Regions from separate parts of the Mus musculus genome. Here all the other regions are linked to region 1. The links are chromatin contacts, called in public Hi-C and promoter capture Hi-C maps. All regions are on one chromosome and are shown on one strand. The core of a region is the stretch at or near the end of the contact, and the rest is flanking DNA. Distances in the headings are between cores, read along the strand shown. Region 1 holds the start of P2rx1 (purinergic receptor P2X, ligand-gated ion channel, 1). Region 2 holds the start of Haspin (histone H3 associated protein kinase). Region 3 overlaps Ankfy1 (ankyrin repeat and FYVE domain containing 1).

The links. Promoter capture Hi-C pulls out the DNA fragments that hold promoters and counts their contacts. Hi-C and Micro-C count contacts between places; a contact is called where the count stands out from the background.
Region 2: a contact with region 1 is called in a promoter capture Hi-C map of liver, with 4 times the contacts expected there. The contact joins the promoter of Haspin here to the promoter of P2rx1 in region 1. A contact is called at or near these places in 8 of 39 promoter capture datasets (the C10 cell line, embryonic stem cells, hippocampal neurons and 3 more), 28 of 484 Hi-C or Micro-C datasets (CD4 T cells, CD4 single positive thymocytes, CD8 T cells and 13 more), 12 of 115 datasets of contacts at active chromatin or transcription factors (the 230-238 cell line, the HPC-7 cell line, the SCID.adh cell line and 4 more) and 3 of 9 other capture datasets (adipose tissue, liver and pancreatic islet).
Region 3: a contact with region 1 is called in a Hi-C map of embryonic fibroblasts, with 3 times the contacts expected there. The contact joins the enhancer-like site here to the promoter of P2rx1 in region 1. A contact is called at or near these places in 14 of 39 promoter capture datasets (the 3T3-L1 cell line, 3T3-L1-derived adipocytes, the C10 cell line and 10 more), 2 of 15 datasets of contacts at CTCF or cohesin (large pre-B cells and pro-B cells), 6 of 484 Hi-C or Micro-C datasets (the Ba/F3 cell line, the G1E-ER4 cell line, cerebral cortex and 3 more) and 2 of 9 other capture datasets (embryonic stem cells and liver).

What each region holds. Positions count from the first base shown.
Region 1 is chr11:72,997,625-73,000,510 of GRCm38.p6, forward strand. It overlaps P2rx1 (purinergic receptor P2X, ligand-gated ion channel, 1), which reads left to right and starts at 1,521. Exons shown (of 12, transcript NM_008771.3): 1 at 1,521-1,827. The coding sequence starts at 1,691.
Region 2 is chr11:73,136,965-73,139,664 of GRCm38.p6, forward strand. Haspin (histone H3 associated protein kinase) reads right to left here and starts at 1,330. Exons shown (of 1, transcript NM_010353.2): 1 at 1-1,330. The coding sequence starts at 1,297. Itgae (integrin alpha E, epithelial-associated) reads left to right here. Exons shown (of 31, transcript NM_008399.3): 27 at 1,491-1,547; 28 at 1,803-1,898.
Region 3 is chr11:72,750,783-72,753,546 of GRCm38.p6, forward strand. It overlaps Ankfy1 (ankyrin repeat and FYVE domain containing 1), which reads left to right. Exons shown (of 25, transcript NM_009671.5): 15 at 1,283-1,451. Among named protein-coding and RNA genes, the nearest start is that of Gm46287, 13 kb to the right of the region's middle. Within about 2 kb of position 1,424, at least 46 of the 459 cell types and tissues checked have an H3K27ac peak or open chromatin away from gene starts, as enhancers often do. A contact at or near this core is called in the Ba/F3 cell line and embryonic fibroblasts, where this site is marked.

The DNA.
Region 1 (2,886 bases), core at 271-2,770:
GTCCCTCTCTAGAATATGGCGTAAGCATCGTCGGGGCGGGCACAGAGATGGCTCAGTCTTAGCACCCACCCATTCCTATCACACACAATTCATTTCTGGGCCTACTGCTGTAACAGCTGCACGTGAAGTCAGCTGGGAGAGGGACATGCCCTTTTGTTTGGGGTCAGGGTAAGGTCACAGAGCCTGCTGAAGCTCTGACTCCTTAGGAAAAAAAAAGCGAAGGATGTGGTTCCCACCACCCTGGCTCAGTGGCGTCAGACAGTTGAGAGAGTTCCTACTGGAATGTCAGTGTGTGTGTGTGTGTGTGTGTGTGTGTGTGTGTGTGTTTTCTATTCAAGAGGTTGGGGCTGGTCCTGGGTGCTGGGAGGGGACATGCAGAAAGCAGCCCAGTTTGCATAAGGGTTCGGTGCCAGGCCCAGGGGCCATTCGCTCCCTGTTAGTAGCTCATGAGGAAGAAGATTCCTTATCAGCACTCAGCGTGGGTCGGCTTGGCCGGGGGTGCAGAGCAGTGAAGGTTACCAAGGAGACCTGTGCTTCAGGCTGGTTCTTCTAGTAGGCCAGGGTGAGAATGCTTCCCTCTGACCCTAGGTGCACAGTGTGAGCCAGCCTGATCAGGTTCTTGGGACCCTATGCTCAGGGTCTGCTTTACTATTGAGGAAGGCAAGGGTTGTATTGGACCTGAACCCTAATTCAACAGTGTATTTTAGTTCTCTGTCCTGGAGGTTTCTGGGACCGTCCCCCAAGGGCTTCTTCACTCTGGGGAAAGTGTTATGTTGTCCCACTTTACAAGAAGCAGACTTAGAAAAGCCAGACAATGCCCCCAAGCCCTCAACAAGTGACACAACTGCCTAATATCAGGCTTTCCAAGCTGGGTCTCAGAACTCCCTAGGGATAGGTGACCCTAGTCTCGTCTAGATGTCTACCTCCCTGTCTGTTCTGGTGGTAAGGATGGGATGGGAGTGGTGTCAGGAGTACAGTCAAGCAGGTCAGACAGAGGGAGAGCAAGGTTGCAGATAGAGATGCCAGCCTGAGGCTGAAGTTAATGGGTATAGACCAAGCTTGGACTTGAAGGGACTGACGAAGAGGGAGTGTCCAAGGGTAGCTCTAGGCTACAGGACTTGACATCAGTTCTGTTCATCTTCCTGCAGGTCCCCAGGACTGAACTGTCTACTCTGAGACTGTGGGGGTGGGGATGGAGGTAGAGTGTTGAGGGATTGTCCTGGCGAGACCCTTCAGTTCTGTCCTGTCAGGTTCCTGGAGTGGGGGTAGCCAGTAGCTTTATCTCTGGCCCTGTGGCTGGTGGCCATGGTGGTTTCCGGAGAGCAGCTCCTGTTTCCGGAGGCCCAGCAGGGCCCAGGCGGAGCCTTGAGGGGTAGTGGGGCTGGGCCTGGGTGGCCTCACTGGCTCCGCCTCTGTCTATCTTTGGGAATTTATTTCACGGGGCACCACTGGCCGGTACTCCACTGCCTGCCAGCAGTCAAAAGCTGCTCTGATCACCCTGGGTTTTTCCCTCCTAACCCAGATCCCACCAACGAACCTCCAACTCTGGCCCCACTTGGCCTGCTCTGTTCTTAAGGGGCTGGGAAGCCTCCAGCCACTCCACTGCTCTCTCTGTAGACACAGATGCTAGCCTGCCCTTGACCACAGAGGCCGTGCGGGGGGCTTGTCTCTGAGCCCCTTCTGGCCCACCATGGCTCGGCGGCTGCAGGATGAGCTGTCAGCCTTCTTCTTTGAGTATGACACTCCCCGGATGGTGCTGGTACGAAACAAGAAGGTGGGAGTCATTTTCCGTCTGATCCAGTTGGTGGTTCTGGTCTACGTCATTGGGTGAGTCTAAGTCCCCCTCCCAACACCTTTGGGCACCAGTCTTCTACATGTGCCAATCCTCAGAGCTCTGGGGTACCCTTCATCTCTCCAAGCACTGGAAAGCTCTCCTGGTGAGCCTCCATGCCTTAAGAAGGAATAGGCCCTGTTAACCTACTGTCAAGATGGAGACACCAATGCAGGATAGGACACGCTACTCTGGGTGCATGGTGACCAAGGGGCAACACCATTGTGGGTCCTGAGGACATTGTAAAAGGCCCCTTCTAGTGAGTGAGTGGCACGCCCTGCAAGAGCCCTTTTCACCTCCAACTTTCCTCATGCAACTGAAACAAAGCAATGCCTCATTTTACTCGCCAGAACATAGGCTCTGTTCCCGTCTCTCCAGTCAGAACAAAGGACAACCTGGGAAATCCAGGTCCCTGGGGGACTAAAAGACAATTGGATTCTGAACACTTAGCATCTTGATGGAGACACAGAGCAGGAAGTAGTCTCCATTCCCAAGTGTGACATCTCCTTCCCTGGCACAGGGTCAGAGCAGCACAGGTCTCCTTCAGCTATCTGGCTAGCCTGGGAACCATGCAAAGGCTAGCAGGCCAGGCAGGATCTTGTGTTTGCATGTGTGTTGTGTGGGCTAACATGGTATTCTATGACTGCCCATGTCCTATATATTTAGCCATGTACCGGTGGTTTTATATACCTGGTTGGCTACGCAAGCTTACAGCTGTGTCTCTGTCTGCCCTGGGTCTGAGGTAGCTGGGTACCAGAAGTGTCACATGTCAGGAGCATCATGCTTACTTACAGTCACACTAAAAAGAGCCTCTAGAGGCTATGAGATCAGTAAAAGGGTTGGGTCCTAATGGGAGCCTGAGAACGCCCAGTACCCCTGCCTGCCTGTGTTGTGTGGTTCTGAGGGCTCTGCAAATCCCCATTTGGGGGGACTGGGACTAAGAGCCCAAAGAGTTACTCATGTGGTACTAGCCTCTTGGGAGTATCTAGTTCCTAGAGTAGCCTTTCTTCTGCTCACTGATGCCCTAAGATTCAGAGCTAGTCAGGTGCAGCCAA
Region 2 (2,700 bases), core at 80-2,579, 140 kb after region 1:
CACTAAAGGGGATGGGCCCTTCCTGATTACACTCCCCATAAACCTTTTCAGCATAAGATGGCCTTTGGTCTGTGACATGCAGGGTCTTTAAGGGACTTAGCAAATACACAGAAGAGCATCGAGAAGAAACAGTAAGGTGTGCTCTGTTCTTGATAGGAGGGGTCGAACATTCAGACAGGAGGGACCTGGAGGAAGAACTGGCAACAGAACTGCATACCTCTATCACACTGGTTATAATTTTCTTCTTGTGGAAACCGAAGGAGGCTCTGGTTTTGGTCCAAGAATCCCTCTGGCTAGTATTCAAGTTCCATAAGGAGACTGACGCTTTCCTTTTCTTCTTAGATTGGTGGTAGTGGCGGGGAGGGGTTCCCGTTGCTTCTTGCTGTTTCCTCTTCCGGAGTGGCCCAGTTCTCTTAGGCCTGCTGATTTCCCCTGGTACACGAAGGTCTTTGCAAGCACTGGACTCCTCATAGTCTCTCTGGTCGACTCCTTGGGACACAACCTTTTTACACGCGGCCTTTCTCTTTCCCGGGCTTGTCAGATCAGGGTCCGTTAGTCTGTTTCCCATCTGCTGTCTTCTTTCACAACACGATTCCTTCACATTCTCCCCATCTGTCCCAAACTTGTTCTCTTCTGTGGCCCCTGAGTTCACAAGGCTAAAGAGAGATGACCTGAAGCTGGCTTCGGCTCGGAGGGCCCTCCCGGTGTACCTGTCACCGGTTGCTGCCACCTGGGGGCAGGGCACAGACGGTTCACTTAGGGAGGCTGCCGGCAAGTGGAAGCTCCCGGGGACTGCAGAGTCAGCATACAAAGGGTCGGGGGCTCCGGGCGAGGCCGGAGAGCTGAAGAGGGAGGCACTGGTGCCCAGCTCGTTGCTGTCCCTGGACTGGATGCACACACTGTGGTCCGACCCGAGGCAGCCCGGGCTGCAGTTGGGGAAAGGTGGCGGTCGCAGCCGGCTGCACGGGGTGCTGCACTTCTGCGGGAGCCGAGGTCGCAGCCTTTGGACTCTTGGAGTGTTTGTCAGGGTCCGCTGGTTCCGGGAGCCGCTGCCCCGAGGACGCCTCCGCCGCTGGCCCACGAGGCTGCCGGGGAAGTCGGGGTCGTCCGGGTCGTCGGAAGCGACAGCCGGCGACTCGTTACTGTCGCTGAGGCTGCTGCTGAAGGCGCGCTTCAGGTTCGGCGGCTGGAACCATTGCTCAGCCAGCCCGCCAGGCTGCCGCTGCGACCCCCGGACGCCCCTCGCCGCGTACGTTCGAAAGAGCCGGGTACCCGACCGCGGGTGAGCCTGTGCCATAGCGAGCGCCCGCCCGGCGTTTCAAACAGAAACACCGCGAGACTGCGGCGAGCGCGCGAGCGCCCGTCGGCCCGCTGGGTCCTAGCGCCGGCCCTCGGCTGCGCAGCCTGCCTGACCTCCCGGAAGCCGGCAGGGGGCAGATGCCTAGCGGGACTTGGAGCTCAGGGTGGCTCAGCAAAGGCTCTCTTTTCAGGACCACACTGAGTGCACCCAGAGTCAAGAGCCTGCGTGTGGAAGCGATCCTGTGCAGGTGAGCGAAGTCGTCTCAAGAGCCCGAGAGAGGGATGTGGAGAGCCTCTTGAGAGGGTGACTGCTTCTGCAGTGTTCTTTCTGAGACTTTCAGCCTCTCTGGTCCTGTTTGCCAGGATAACTGACACTTGGCTTGGGCGAAGGGGACTTGCTCAAATGTCTGCTCTGGGACCTTGGATGCCCTATCTTAGATATTCAGATTTTCAATCCTAAAACACGAAAAGGGAGTAAGCAGACTCACCTTTTGCTTTTGCAGCATGTAAAAGAATGGCATTCAGTGGTCTGTGCTATCACATCTAATAAAGAAAATGTAACCGTGGCCGCAGAGATCTCCGTGGGCCACACTAAGCAGGTACTTGAGACTGAGAGACTGCAGATTGGGTCGTCCAATCCTAGAGGACCTATCCTCTAAGAAAGGATAATAGCATCTGAAAGGTGCCGTTCAAAATAGATCATTTGATTGGCCTGTCTCAAACAGCTCTTAGCAAGTTACTTAGTAGGGATTTTAATCTTTTTCCATACTAAGACATGTTGGAATGACCTGTGATTACCTCTTTGTTTCATCCCCAAGTGTATCCCAGCAGCAAACCCTGCCATCCCACCTTCAGAATACATATGAAATCACTTCTCTCTGTCTCTATTGATGTGGCTGTAATTTAGGTCACCGTCTCTGGCCTGTTGCATAACCTTGGACATGCCCTCTTTGTCTTGGCTTCCCCCCTAACCAGTACAAATAGTTCTTCAAGAGCTGGAGGGCCAGGCGTGGTGGCACACACCTTTAATCCCAGCACTCAGGAGGCAGAGGCAGGCGGATTTCTGAGTTCAAGGCCAGCCTGGTCTTCAAAGTGAGTTCCAGGATAGCCAGGGCTATTACAGAGAAACCCTGTCTCGAAAAAAACCAAAAAAAAAAAAAAAAAAAAGAGCTGGAGAGGTGGCTCAGCAGTTCAGAGCATGCGCTCTTACAGAGGATATGTTGCTTCGGCTCCTAGCACTCAAGTTGGGCAGCTCACAACTACTTGGGACTCCAGCTGTTGGAGGATCTAACTTCCTCTCTTGGTCTCCATGCATATGTGCACATACATGCACACTTATTTTTTCTAAATTGTATACAAGAAGTACGCTGTAGCTATCTTCAGACACACCAGAAGAAGGCA
Region 3 (2,764 bases), core at 174-2,673, 250 kb before region 1:
GTGTTTCAAAATGAAAAATTTAAGAAGAGCTAAGAACCGAGCATGGTAGTGTACACCTTTAATCCCAGCACTCTGGAGGAAAAGGCAAACAAGCCTCTGGGAGTGCAAGGCCAGCCTGGTCTATAGTGAAACCCTGTCCCTAAAAGCAAACAATAAAGAGGCTAGGAACATAGCACTTAAGTAGAGAGCTCTGACCCCTGTATTCTGTCCCAGGACCTCAAAGCAGGTGGCATACAGAAACAAGATGATGGGGTAGCTCAATGATAGGGCACTTGTCAGACACCTTTAATGCTCCAGGTTCAGTCCCTACTTCATGTTCTGTTATAAAAAGTGCAGACACGGGTTATAGGTATGATCTGTGGACATGTACAGCCATAACCAACTGTACTCTGTCCTTCTCGGTAACTGTCAGGGCCAGTGCACAAAATCACACAAATCTTGTTATAAAGGATGGTCCAAAAATCAACCTTTAATAAATGTCAGTTGCAACAAAGAACACTCCAATAACTAAACAACTAAACTACAAGCAGGCTTAAAGGAAAAAAAGGCTTTAGGTTTTAAATTTAAATATTTACGTAGCACATGTGCGATGTATCCACATGTTCTTCAGTGTGTTGTAGAGGTCAGAGGGCTTGTGGGGGAGTCTATTATTTCTCCACATGTGTTCTGATGATCAAACTCAGGTGTCAGGCTAGGTTAACAGATCCGCTGAGCCATCTTTCCAGCCTCAGACTTTTATCTTTGTGTATTCACAGGATCCTTTCTGAATTTCCAGTGTTAAATGATCCTGAATTACAGAGTGGGGGGAATGAAGTGTGGGGGTTTTGTTTGTTTGTTTGGTTGGTTTTTGTTTTGTTTGTTTGGTTTTTGAGACATTCTTGTGTATACCAGATTCCCAACTCTCTAAGGATAACTTTAAATTTCTGATCTTCCTCCCCACTTCTCTCAAGTGCTAAGATTGCACCCATTGTATGCTGGGGATCAAGCCAGGGCTTCATGTATATTAGACAAACACCCTACAGCCAAGCTGTATCTCTAGCTCTGTTTGTTTGCTTTCTAGAGTACAATAGAGAGACATGGTTTCATTTTCTTAAAACAGCTCAGTAAAAACAACAGCCAGCAGGTTTGATTTTCTTGAGAGCATTCTAGAGACTAACTGAAGTGGGTGTAATGGACCCAGAGGCATGTAGGCTTGGCAGACCTGTAGGGTGCTGGTGCTGCTTTCTTTGGCTGCCATTAGAAGCACTGGTTTTAATTGTGGTGATTATGTCTTCCTTCATAGGACTCAGGACGGGGAGACTGCCCTCCAGCTGGCCATCAAACATCAGCTCCCACTAGTGGTTGATGCCATATGTACTCGAGGAGCTGACATGTCTGTGCCAGATGAAAAAGGGAACCCACCACTGTGGCTTGCCTTGGCAAGTAATCTGGAGGACATTGCTTCCACTCTGGTGAGTCATGCAAAACAGAGCCTCTGCTTACAGATGAGGGTATGTTGTGTCAAATATGGATTGGTTGCCTGTGTAGCATTACAGAAGCAAAAGGTCAGCCAAGCAACAAATCCAAGTCAAGGACAAGCAGTGGAAAATTATGTTATGAAGGAAGTCCAAGATTATAGGGCTTGAGATAGATGAAGGCACTTGTTGCAAAGGATCCAGAGTTGACTTCCAGCACCCACATGGGGGTTTGCAATCATAACTCCAATTTAGGGAATATGATGCTCTCTTCTGACTTAAGCAGGCTCCAGGCGTGCATATGGGTGTGCAGACATGCATGCAGGAAAAGTGTGCATATGCATAAAAATAGAATAAGTCTAAAGAAGTTAGAGGTTCAGTGAGGCATGGATTGTAGTCACCTTAATTCCAGTACTGGGCAGGTAAGGCAGTGGCATCTCTGAGTTCAAGATCAGCCTAGTCTACAAAGCAAGTTTCAGACTAGCTAGGGCTATATAATAGGGCTCTGTATAGGGTGAGAGGGAAGGCAGTGTGAGATTCATGTTGGTGCGGCCAGCACTTTGTGTGAGCTGTCTTTAAGAGACTACAGAAAGGAGTGCTAGAGGAGGGGGATTGCCTCAGGCGTCTCCTTCCTGGTGGGGGCTTGATTTGCTGCTGTTATTATCACCATATTAATAAATCCCCAAATTTTGGGTTTGTCTGTATTGTTGACAAAACAGATCTAAAGGAGAGGTAAACCTGGGGTTTCTCATTTATCACTCTGAGGGCCTGAAGTATGACACTGAGCCATTTAGCCTGACGTGTTTATTAAAACTGTTTTGAGGGATTGCCTATTAATTTCAGGTGTGCTTTGCTGAGGGACTTTGGAGTACACAAAGTCACAGGAACTGTCCTGAGTAGAACCCACCTGTAGAGGCACTAATGTCTATTTCTGAAAAACATACCCCTAGGACCTAGTGTAAGAATTTACAAAGAGCAGATTATATTTAATTTTTATGTGGATGGTATTTTGCCTGCATGTACATCTGTGCACTATGTGCATTCCTGGTGCTCATGGAGGCCAAAATGTGGGCATCAGATCCCCTGGAATTAGAACTAACAAATTTGTGAATTACAGTGTGGGGATGGAGAATCAAACCTGGGTCATCTAGAAGATCAGCCAGTGCTCCTAATCATTAAATCATCTCTTCAGCTCTCAAAGAGGAGATTTTAATCAAGGTTTATAATACTAATGAGTGTTTATAATAATGATATCAGTTACTTGTTAACCATGTCTTATCTGAAAAGTAATTGCGCAAAGTTGAAAATAA